2 separate regions of the Mus musculus genome follow, and region 1 is linked to region 2. The links are chromatin contacts, called in public HiChIP or PLAC-seq maps. All regions are on one chromosome and are shown on one strand. The core of a region is the stretch at or near the end of the contact, and the rest is flanking DNA. Distances in the headings are between cores, read along the strand shown.

The links. HiChIP or PLAC-seq counts read pairs in DNA pulled down with a chosen protein or histone mark.
Region 1: a contact with region 2 is called in an HNF4G HiChIP or PLAC-seq map of pancreatic cancer cells. The contact joins two enhancer-like sites. A contact is called at or near these places in 3 of 484 Hi-C or Micro-C datasets (the N1E-115 cell line, double positive thymocytes and pancreatic cancer cells) and 2 of 115 datasets of contacts at active chromatin or transcription factors (double positive thymocytes and pancreatic cancer cells).

The regions. Positions count from the first base shown.
Region 1 is chr13:28,631,255-28,636,546 of GRCm38.p6, reverse strand. The region is part of intron 5 of 2610307P16Rik (RIKEN cDNA 2610307P16 gene); the gene reads left to right. Among named protein-coding and RNA genes, the nearest start is that of Mir6368, 77 kb to the left of the region's middle. Within about 2 kb of position 2,881, at least 39 of the 459 cell types and tissues checked have an H3K27ac peak or open chromatin away from gene starts, as enhancers often do. A contact at or near this core is called in pancreatic cancer cells, where this site is marked.
Region 2 is chr13:28,525,545-28,530,458 of GRCm38.p6, reverse strand. All of the region lies in intron 7 of 2610307P16Rik (RIKEN cDNA 2610307P16 gene), which reads left to right. Among named protein-coding and RNA genes, the nearest start is that of Gm40841, 110 kb to the right of the region's middle. Within about 2 kb of position 1,343, at least 7 of the 459 cell types and tissues checked have an H3K27ac peak or open chromatin away from gene starts, as enhancers often do. A contact at or near this core is called in pancreatic cancer cells, where this site is marked.

The DNA.
Region 1 (5,292 bases), core at 1,632-4,131, 100 kb before region 2:
TATGTTGAATCACATACCAATAGAGGGACTCTTCGTGAGCTTGCCATCCAACCATGACCAATTAATGGCTCAATGAGTCTCATGTACACCGTACACGCTCCCCTTCTGCAAATGGGATGTTTACAAGCCAGTCGCAGCTATTATGGCATTCATCCTGAAATATTTCATGGCTCAGCTTAAGAATATAAGGTCTGCTTTTAGAAACTCAAAAATACCATTGTGTTTTTAACAATTAGCAGCAATTGCTTAATTGTAGCATAGACACACAGTTCTCAAATGTCTGACTCAGTAAACAATTTTCTTTACATCTTTGTTGTTTTAATACAGATGCAACTAACACCTCCTTGCAGCTACTTAATATGTCTTTTAGACTTTGATTAATCTGTGGGCCCGCCTTTCTCCACATTCATCTTTCAGTTCTTCTGTTGAAGAAAGCGTGTGATGAATTTTCCTTTTTTAAAAATTTTATTTAAGGTTTGCTAATGACATCTTGTTATTTTACTCATTTTTTTGTCCTGTAAACTGGCAGCTGGCTGTCAAGCTGCGCTGTCCAGTCAGATGCCCACTAGCCCTGTGGAACTCCTGTAAACTAAACACAAACCAAGATGCAAATTGAGTTCCTTAGTGGCCCTGGGAGCATTTGGGCAGCTGAACATGTGGCAGTGGGGACCCTTTGGATGACATCATTGTAGAGGCTTGATCTGGAGGCTGGCTGGGACCTCTGGTTTCTTTCTCTCTTCTTCCCATAGCAAGAGCAATGTAATGGCAACATTGCAGTCTTTTGTCTGTGAGAGGTCCAGTATACAGATGATCACAAATGGCTACAGAGTCTTTGCTGAGTTCTGGTCCAGGTCTTTCCCTGGTGAGAACCTCCCTGCAACCTAAGCCAGTGTTCCCACAAAGGGAGTCAGAGAGGGGGTTGGGAGGGGAGCAAATAACAGTCTCCTGTAATCAGCATTTTATTACCATCCTCAGGAAGTAGGAATAGGAAAAAAAAAGTGGGTTGGAGCAAGGAAAGTTAATTATGTGAGGTTGTTTGACAGGAAATTACTAAATACAAACAGACAGAAGAAGCACATTTGAAAGCAGGGTAGGAAATCTCAAGTCACTCCACTGGGTGCATTCAGACCCCAAAGCAAGTTCTGAAAATAGTAGATTAAACAAAAGCTATCTTATCTGGTAAAAGCATTTCAAAGGCAAAGGGGAATTTATGTATCGGGCAGCTCGTCTTAAAATAAACCGATTTTGTTGATAGTACTGCAAATTTAATTGTGGGAAATCCCCTTTAGATGTCTAAATTTACTTTGTAAATGTTTTGAATTTATTTTGAGTTTGACATTTCAGCTCTGTGAAGGAAGGTGTGTGTGTGTGTGTCTGTGTGTATCTGTGTGTCTGTCTATTTATCTGTGTCTCTCTGTATGCATTGCATCTCTGTGTTTGTGTGTCTGTTCTTGAATGTCTGTCTGTCTCTGTGTGTATGTCTAGATGTAGTTTCTGTGCCTGTCTGTGTATATGTCTATATGTTTATAGGTATGTTTATATACTTATATGTATGTCTGTATGTATATCTGTGTGTATATGTGTGTGTTAGTGGGTGTGTCTCTGTGGGTGTGTGTATATATATATATATATATATATATATATATATATATATATATATATGTATGTGTGTGTGTGTATGAGTTTGTGTGCTCATTTCACCCTGTAAAGTCATGCATATCTGAATTAAATGAAAAGTATTTATATTTACGTTCCTTTGCAACATTTTTGTGAGCTTACTCTTTTTTTTTTTTTTTTTCCCTTTTGGTTTTTCCAGACAAGGTTTCTCTGTGTAGCCCTGGCTGTCCTGGAACTCACTCTGTAGACCAGATTGGCCTTGAACTCAGAAATCCGCCTGCCTCTCCCTCCCAAGTGCTGGAATTAAAGGCATGTGCCACCACTGCCTGGCTGTGAGCTTACTCTTAATAATAATTCCAAGGACACTGTATCAGCCAACCACAAAGAACCAAGAAAGTGTTATCTAAACTATTTACTTCCAAACTTTATATATTTGAAATATTTTACTTTTTCTGTAATTATTAGCCTCATTTTATCTAGATGGCTGTGAAGTAAATGGACAACATTTTGATCATTGTTGCAGGTAAACAGTGTTTTCATTTAAAGGACTGAGTAACTGGGACCTGGAGCCTTCTAGCCTGATTTACATCTGGCCTTCTAAGGGTCAGCTTCTGGAATCTCAGATGGGAGGAAGAGAGAGGCCTGCTGAATAAGCTGACCCTTTTAATGAAGGTTGTCATTTTTGAAAAACTAAAATTCTATATGCACGGACACGCACATATGGACATAATTATCTATGGTGTTTCTAAGCAAAAGATGAAGACAGCTTATTTTCTGAATCTTTATAGTGGGATTCTTTCAAGGCATTTTTTTTTTAAATAGTTGAAATGAGTTATATCGTAGAAACTGGACGGCTGGAAAATTGCACAGTCTGTGGGTAAAGTTACACATTCCATGCTAGTTCAAAGAGACAGCAGTATTTTGAAAACATCAATGGAGCTCAAAGTCTGCATTCCTTTTGAGGGGCCAGCACCTGTGGGAGGAAGGCAGGCTGTTCCCATTTGACCTTCAGCTGGGTAGCAGGGAGAGGTACTTCAGAGGTTGTAATGGTTCTATGTGCCAGTGTCTCCTGAATGCACCTGCCCTGCCCCTGTGGTCAGAGGGGGAAAACAAGGCGACAGGCAGAAATAGTCGAGGCATTCTTCCCACCCCCTTTGCTGCTGAGAGCTTGCATTGCAGACTGCGGAATCCCAAGGTGATAGATGGTGGGTGGAGGAGATGTGAAAGTAACCACACAGCCCGCTGAGCAATCACACTGCCATTTCCCAGGTCCTGGGAAAGCCCAGGCAGAGATATTAGCACACTTAGCCCGAGTCCTCTGTGAGTAGTCTTCAAGAATAAAGACTTCATTGATGTTACAGATGGGTTCTCATCATGCATGAATAATTCCTGAGCGTGGAATTAGCTGCCTGGAGTGGTAATTCCCCTCCTTTAGACCACTCCTATTACTCCAGCAGTTGCTTGTAGTTCCTGAAGAACTAAATATGCAATTCAGTGGCTCTGCATGGAATATTCCTTCTGAATAAGGTGTGAGTTAGCTCACAAAGTTGTCTGTGATTCATTGATTGTGCATTCTTTTGTTCCACAATCACTTCCGGGTTGTCTGTGATAAGGCAGGACATGAGGTCAAGGTTGGAAATGAGTCGCTGGTCCTCATACATGCTCAAACGTACATTCATAGACTCATACACAGACACACAAACACTGGATGTGATGTTGAGGCTGGAAATGCATTTTTGACCCTCCCCATGGACCTAGTGGCTTATAGTCATGGTGCCTTATAATCCCCCATACCCTAGTTTTGTGACAGCTGACAGGTTTTTTTGTTTTGTGTTTTCCCTTTGGTGGTAAAATGGTTCTGGGTATTTATTTATCTATATCTATCTATTTGGTTTTGCCAGACAGGGTTTCTCTTTGTAGCACTGGCTGTCTTGGAACTTCCTCTTTAGACCAGGGGGTCTCAGGCTAAGAGATCTGCCTGCCTCTGCTTCCTGAGTGCCAAGTGGTTTTACTTATTTATTCTTAACATTTATTTTTATAATGTGTGTGTGAGAGAAGAGGGAGGGAGAGAGAGAGAGGGAGATGGATGTGCAGATACCAGTGGAAACCAGAAGAGGGTGTTGGAGCTTCTGGCACTTGCCTGTTTGTATCCTTTATAGGTGCTGGGAACTGAACTGAGGTTCTCTGTGAGACCAGCAAATGCTCTCGTTCTTCTCTCCAGCTCTGGTTAAATATTTCTATTTCTGTGACCCAAGTTTGTGCTCCTGTGAGTTCTGGAGTATGGCTGGAGCAGTCAAAGAGCTTAGCTGTTTATGGGAAAGTTAGAATCAGTGCTTTGATTCCCCGTGGGGCTGCTTTTCCTCAGTTTCTACCACTGTGTATCTTCACCCTCTTCCTGCCTCTCATAAGCATGCAGTTTCCTGAGACTTGGGAAAGCATGGATTTCCACAGATGTTGGAAAATCTTCAAACTGTGCCGAGCTATGGTCTTCAACACAGAGGAGCATTGTTCTCCGTGCTCCTTTGCTAACCCCAGCCCTGAGGCAGCTATGGTGATTTTCCCTTGGCTTTCTGAACTTCAGAACTGTGGTTCAGATCTGTATGACTTAAGATGAGTCCTCCACATTCAGTTTTCCTGGTAATGCCAATGGACTCAGCCACTGTGTCTGGTGTCTGTTTTTGTAAACAAGCATCCCATTAGAACATGGACAGGTTTCTCTATGTCTTTAGCTATCTATGGGCTGTAGGATGCAGCTAACTCATCAGGGCACAGTCTGGCTCACAGAGTCCCAAATACTTGCTACCTAGTTCACCTTCATAGAAACATATAAACGTAATAGCCTCTCTCTCTCTCTCTCTCTCTCTCTCTCTCTCTCTGTCTCTTCTTTCTTTCTCTCTTCACAGAAACATAAACTTAAAAATCTTCCACTCTCTCTTTGTGTGTGTGTGTCTCTGGATGTATACTTTGAATTTTTAAAAGATATATATATATATATATATATATATATATATGAATACACTATAGCTATCTTCATACACACCAGAAAAGGGCATCAAATCCCAGTACAGATGGTTGTGAGCCACCATGAGGTTGCTGAGAATTGAACTCACAACCTCTGGAAGAACAGTGAGTGCACTTAACCAATGAGCCATCTTTCCAGCCATCATCATCATCATCTTCTTCTTCTTCTTCTTCTTCTTCTTCTTCTTCTTCTTCTTCTTCTTCTTCTTCTCCTCCTCCTCCTCCTCCTCCTCCTCCTCCTCCTCCTCCTCTTCCTCCTCCTTCTTTTTTTTTCAAAGACAGGGTTTCACTGTAAAACCCAGGCTAGCCATGAACTCATGAAGTCCTCCTGCCTCATTCTACCAGTAATGGAATTACAGCAGTGTGCCCTACTCTAGATTTTAAGATATGTTATAATATAATGCATGAACTTTCTTTTAGAAACTAATAGTTTAGCCCCTTGCCCCTTAGTGTTAGTCTATGGTGTGTGTCTTTGTGTGTGTGTATATATCAAAGGTTGATAGTGAATGTCTTCTTCAATTGCTTCGTATCTTACATTTTGAGATAGAGTCTCGCATAGGACCTGGAACTCAATGATTCCCCTAGGCTGGCTGGCCAGCAGGTTCCATGGAGTCTCTGGTCCCTACTTCTGCAGTCCTGCGATTAGAATACCCA
Region 2 (4,914 bases), core at 94-2,593:
ATTAGAGCCTTACTGTCAAGGTCCAGGTAGCAACACAGATCTGGGGCAATAACCTTTTAGGATCTCATTGGCCATAGGGAGGTGTTCCACAACTGGCACTGGGGATTTTATTTAATAACCTACAGCTTCCAGGAAGAGCCTTAGTACCCACTCTTAATTCCTTTCAGTTTTTTTTTTTTTTTGTATGTGCATGTGGGTGTGTGTGTACCTGAGTACACATGTATGCAGGAGCCTGCAGAAGTGAAAAGAGAGATTCACTTTTCCTGTACCTGAGTTTCAGACAGGTAGGTGTGTGCTGTTTGATGTGGTTGCTGTGCTGTGCTGGGACCTAAGTACCCTGCCAGAGCAGTGAACACACAACATCACTGAGCCATCTCCCTGGTTTTTTTCAGGTTATGTGTTCAATAACCACATAAAATAGTGGGTTCTTCTATATGGTATATATCTGTCTATATATCTATATCTACCTATCTTTAGTTTTATTACTCCTTCTTCTTCCATATCCTCCTGGCCTCCTCCCGGCTTGGCTTTTTCTATCTTGCCCAGTGCCCACTCCCTTTCATCTCTGATGGATTTTATTATCACTTCTCTCTGTAATAGCTCCTTTTGTCTTTCTGTCCTTTACCATCAGTCAGTGATAATGATAAACCTATGACTAAAAAAGAAAAAAGAATCTATAGATAGGATCTGCATACAAGGGAGGCCATGTGGCATTTGTCTCTGTGGACCTAGGTTACATCACTGAAGATAACTGTCCGTATCTATCCATTTCTCCTGCAAATTTCGTAGCTTTAGTCTTCTTTACCACTGAATAAATTTCCATTGTATATAACACGTACCTTTTCCTGGAGACAAGTAAAAGATCGTTATGATGGATGGAGCCGGTGGCTGTATGCATTTTGACACCCAAATATTTTATGAATTGCTCAATTTTTCAAAATGAGTTGAGTGATATTTTGAGTTCCGTCAACAGATCAATAAGCAAAACAGAGATAGCTGGGCTTTGACACCAGTGTGGTCAGGCATTTACTGGCAGAGACCTCCTGTGCAGCACAATTGTCACCCTGGGCTTCAGTCTTGGCTCCATTATTAATCACCACCATGCGAGTTACTCAACCTTCCCTACCCTCCCTACAGTCTGTAAAATTGCCATGACACATTTATATTCATGGGTAAAATTGTTCATGGAAGGCATTTAGTCCATAGTGCCTCACAGATATTAAATTCAGAGGGAGCATTAATTGCTATTATTATCATTTCAGCTGAAAATGCTGTTCTGTTGGCAATAAATAGCTGCTGCTTTGTTTAGTTCTACCAGCTACAAAGCAATACATCAGTGCATTGATTGCGCAATGCTTGCTTAACCTCTTTGGAAAGCTTTTTCTTTATATTTTGTCTGTGCATCACTACAGGCTGCCAGCTTAGGTGTTTCTCTGTGTCTGCTTTTTTTTCTGTGTGTCTCCATGTCTGTCTGTACTCCCTCGTGTGTGTGTGTGTGTGTGTGTGTGTGTGTGTGTGTGTGTGTGTGTAGCCTAGTAATAGCCAAGAGATGGAACTGCCAGCATAGTCTTTCCCCATAGCAAGCAAAACCCCCACAAAATTAAAGCTAGGAAAAAATTTAAGTTACATAATTGGTTTGTATGGACAAAAGGCTGCGAAGATATAAAGGTTCCTGTAGCTCTGCTGTTCTTTGGTCCAAGATGTTGAGGAAAGATTCAGAGTTCCTACTGAGAAACTGCTGTTTAGTAGGCTGCTGCTGTTGGCTTCAGAGTAAGTAAATGGGTCAGAAGTGCAAGTGGGAGAGAACTTGAGGTTTCATGAAGGAAGGCCATTATTAATGTTTCCATGACCTTAGGAGTTTAAAGGTTGGGAATTGAAGTAAGAGTGCTGGTTATAGGGACAAAGAGCCCACAAATATTGAGATGTGGTCAAAGGTTTGAGGCCTCTGAATTGAGCAGCACAAGGGTCATTTCCTACCAGTCTCAATGGTCAGGGCCTGTTCATAAAGGCACAGACTTAGAAAGACCACAGGTCCCTCCCATGTTCTAATGATCCACACTTATTTATTTATTTGTTTGTTTGTTTGTTTGTTTTGTATAGGCCTGGCTTCTGGAACTCACTCTGTAGACCAGGCTGGCCTCAAATACTCAGAGATTCACTTGCCTCTGCCTTCGAAGTGCTAGGATTAAAGGTGTGTATCACCACTGCCTCTGACTACAAACTTTTTTTGGGGGGGGGGGGAACGTAGGTAAAAAATGCTAGGACTTTAGATTTAAAAACCTTTCTTTCAAAAATATTTCTTGAATTCCTAAACTAGAGAATTGGCAAAATTGTGAGCTGTGCTGCTCATAATGCCCTGGGTATACAGGGCATTAGAGCTCTTGACATCTGGAATGTTGGATTTAAATCTAGTTGCTCCTGTTGTATACTCTGCTGTGGGGAATGTTTAAAACTGTTGGCGGTCACTTTCTTCTCCCTATCTCCTGTGGAGAAGCTACCCCTGCTTCTTGAGATTATTGTATCAGATAAGCTGTGATGAGTGACAGTTGTCATGTGTGGGACACTTTCTGTCACGTGACACTAAATAGACAGGAGGAGGAAGTGCATTGGATTCGTGGCCCGAGTAAATATTTGACATCATTCACTCCTAAATTATCAAGAGGAGCCTGGAAACCCACAGTCTTCATTGTCTGACCTCCATCAACTATAATTGCACCAAGGCCCCCAAATTGCTATTGGTTAAAGCAAAAAATCAATAAAAGCAAAATCCAAAACCATATCCTCCATGCTCAGCGGTTTTCATTCATAGTGGTCAGTTGGCAGAGATTAACCTCACTTTGACCTGGGAAGCTCTTTCAGGGAGGGTTTTGGTTTTTCTTTATCCTTTCTGGGAATGTCAGAGTCCCAGCTTCCTTCCTTGTAAACTGTGGGAGCTATGAACTTCTTCCTTCCCACTGCTAGCCTTTCTCACAGTCACATACTAGGAAACAGTATTTGGAAATCTAGAAGAAGAAATGGCAACTGGACAGTTTCCTTCAATGCAGAGAGTTAAGCGCCTTTGCACAGCTCTGTTTTAAGCTGTCTTTCACTCTCTGACTGGAATTCAGAGGACAGTCCTTCAGTTATTTCCCCTTCGTCCCCTATTCTAAGTCATGTTGCCTATCATTTGGGGGGGGGGGACTTATGTTTTGCTTTTTGTTTCTGTGGATTTTGTTTGTCTGTTTTCCTATTTCTTCATTAAAGAAGAAGTTGAGCATCTGTGTTCTGTCACTCACCCTGTGCTCAAACCGGGGTGCCGGACAGTCATTTTTTCAGCTAGTCACACCAGAGCCCAGCAGTTTGCCCTAAAAAATAGCTAAAGCCTCCTCTCTCTTAGGCCTTGCTTGTGCCCTTGCCCTGAACACCACACTTGCCATGTCAGGATCCTTGATTCATCATGAAGATTCATTAACATCTAACCAGGAAGGAAGGAAATTGAGATCTGCATCAAAGTCCAGTTGAAACCCCACAGTAGTGATTACATACTTGTCCTCCCAGCGGTTGGGAGATTGAGGCAGCAAGATTTCACGTTCAAGGACAACCTGGACTGTATAGTGAGACAATGTCATGAAACAAGAACCAGCTTAGTTCCAGTGACTGAATAGGAATTTTAATCACAAATAAGTTGACAGATTTGGGCTTTGTTGCAGAGTAAAGTTGTGAATTTGGCATAATAGCCTTATATCCCTACTTTACAAATCAGAATTCAGACTAACTCATGAAGACCATCTTTATATATTGTGATTTGTGCCTAACGGTATAATATAGATATCTATAGCTCTTCCATTAGATGTAACACTGTTTGAATCTTGTATTGCCCAAAGAATATCATGTTATTCAAGACTGACCATCCCTCTTAACATAACTGGTGTTCAAGCATAGCTAATTTTTCACCACTGAGTAATCTGCCCCACCCAGTGGAGGAGATAGGTCAAGGCTGGCTGGCTCATATAGTCAACTGCAGATCTGCACTGAAGCAGATTTGGTATCAGATCTTTTCCTAGGTCTTTGGATCTATGTAACTGCAAAATCAACTTAGTTCATGATCAGGTATTACTTTAGAATATTTTGCAGGCTCTAGAAATGTAATTGGCTAGTCAGAATGTTCTAGGCCTTCTCTGATGGAGGGTTTGAATTACTGACCTTCCAAGGTCTGTCTTGCAACTAAAGCAAGCACTCAGATCCTTCCAGTAACAGGTGCTTTTGTTGGGAGTCTATGGGATCTTTTTCAGTAGAATGTAGAGAATACCCAGGTGCTTTGAAAGACGACACAACTCCAGTTAGAAGGTGGAAGTGTTCCCTTAGATAAACTTAAGTGAAGGTCTATTCCTCAGGCAGATGAACAGTGAGCCAGACTCCCTTTCTTCTTGTTTTATGATAAACATTTGCAAGCCAACAGTTGGTTCTGATGAACCATCCAGGGAGCCATTAAATGCATGAGCTTTTCATTGGTTGGGAACCAGCTGAATCAAGCTGTTTATAACCGTGTGTATCTTTCCAATACAAACAGCAGTTCTGGAGTCAATCATTTTTTATGTTAGCTTACATATAGCATCACATAAAAGCCCTCTCTTTTTATTTCATGTCATCCAGATCATTAGGCATTTATATTTCCCGGTGAAGGTGGGTGATCTAGGCTGTCCTTTTTCACTGCAAATTGACATAAGCCAGAGTTTCTATATTTTATACCAGTCAATGGATAGCACTAATACTAATGTCACAAACAGGCCTCAAATTTAGGGAGTGGTATTTTAAAGCTGTTCTAACTTTCAACCTTTAAAGAACAAAACAAAACAAAACAAAACAAAACAAAACAAAACAAAACACCTTTGTCTCTCTCCTTCCCCAGCCTCCCCGGCCTCTTGTGTGTGTGTG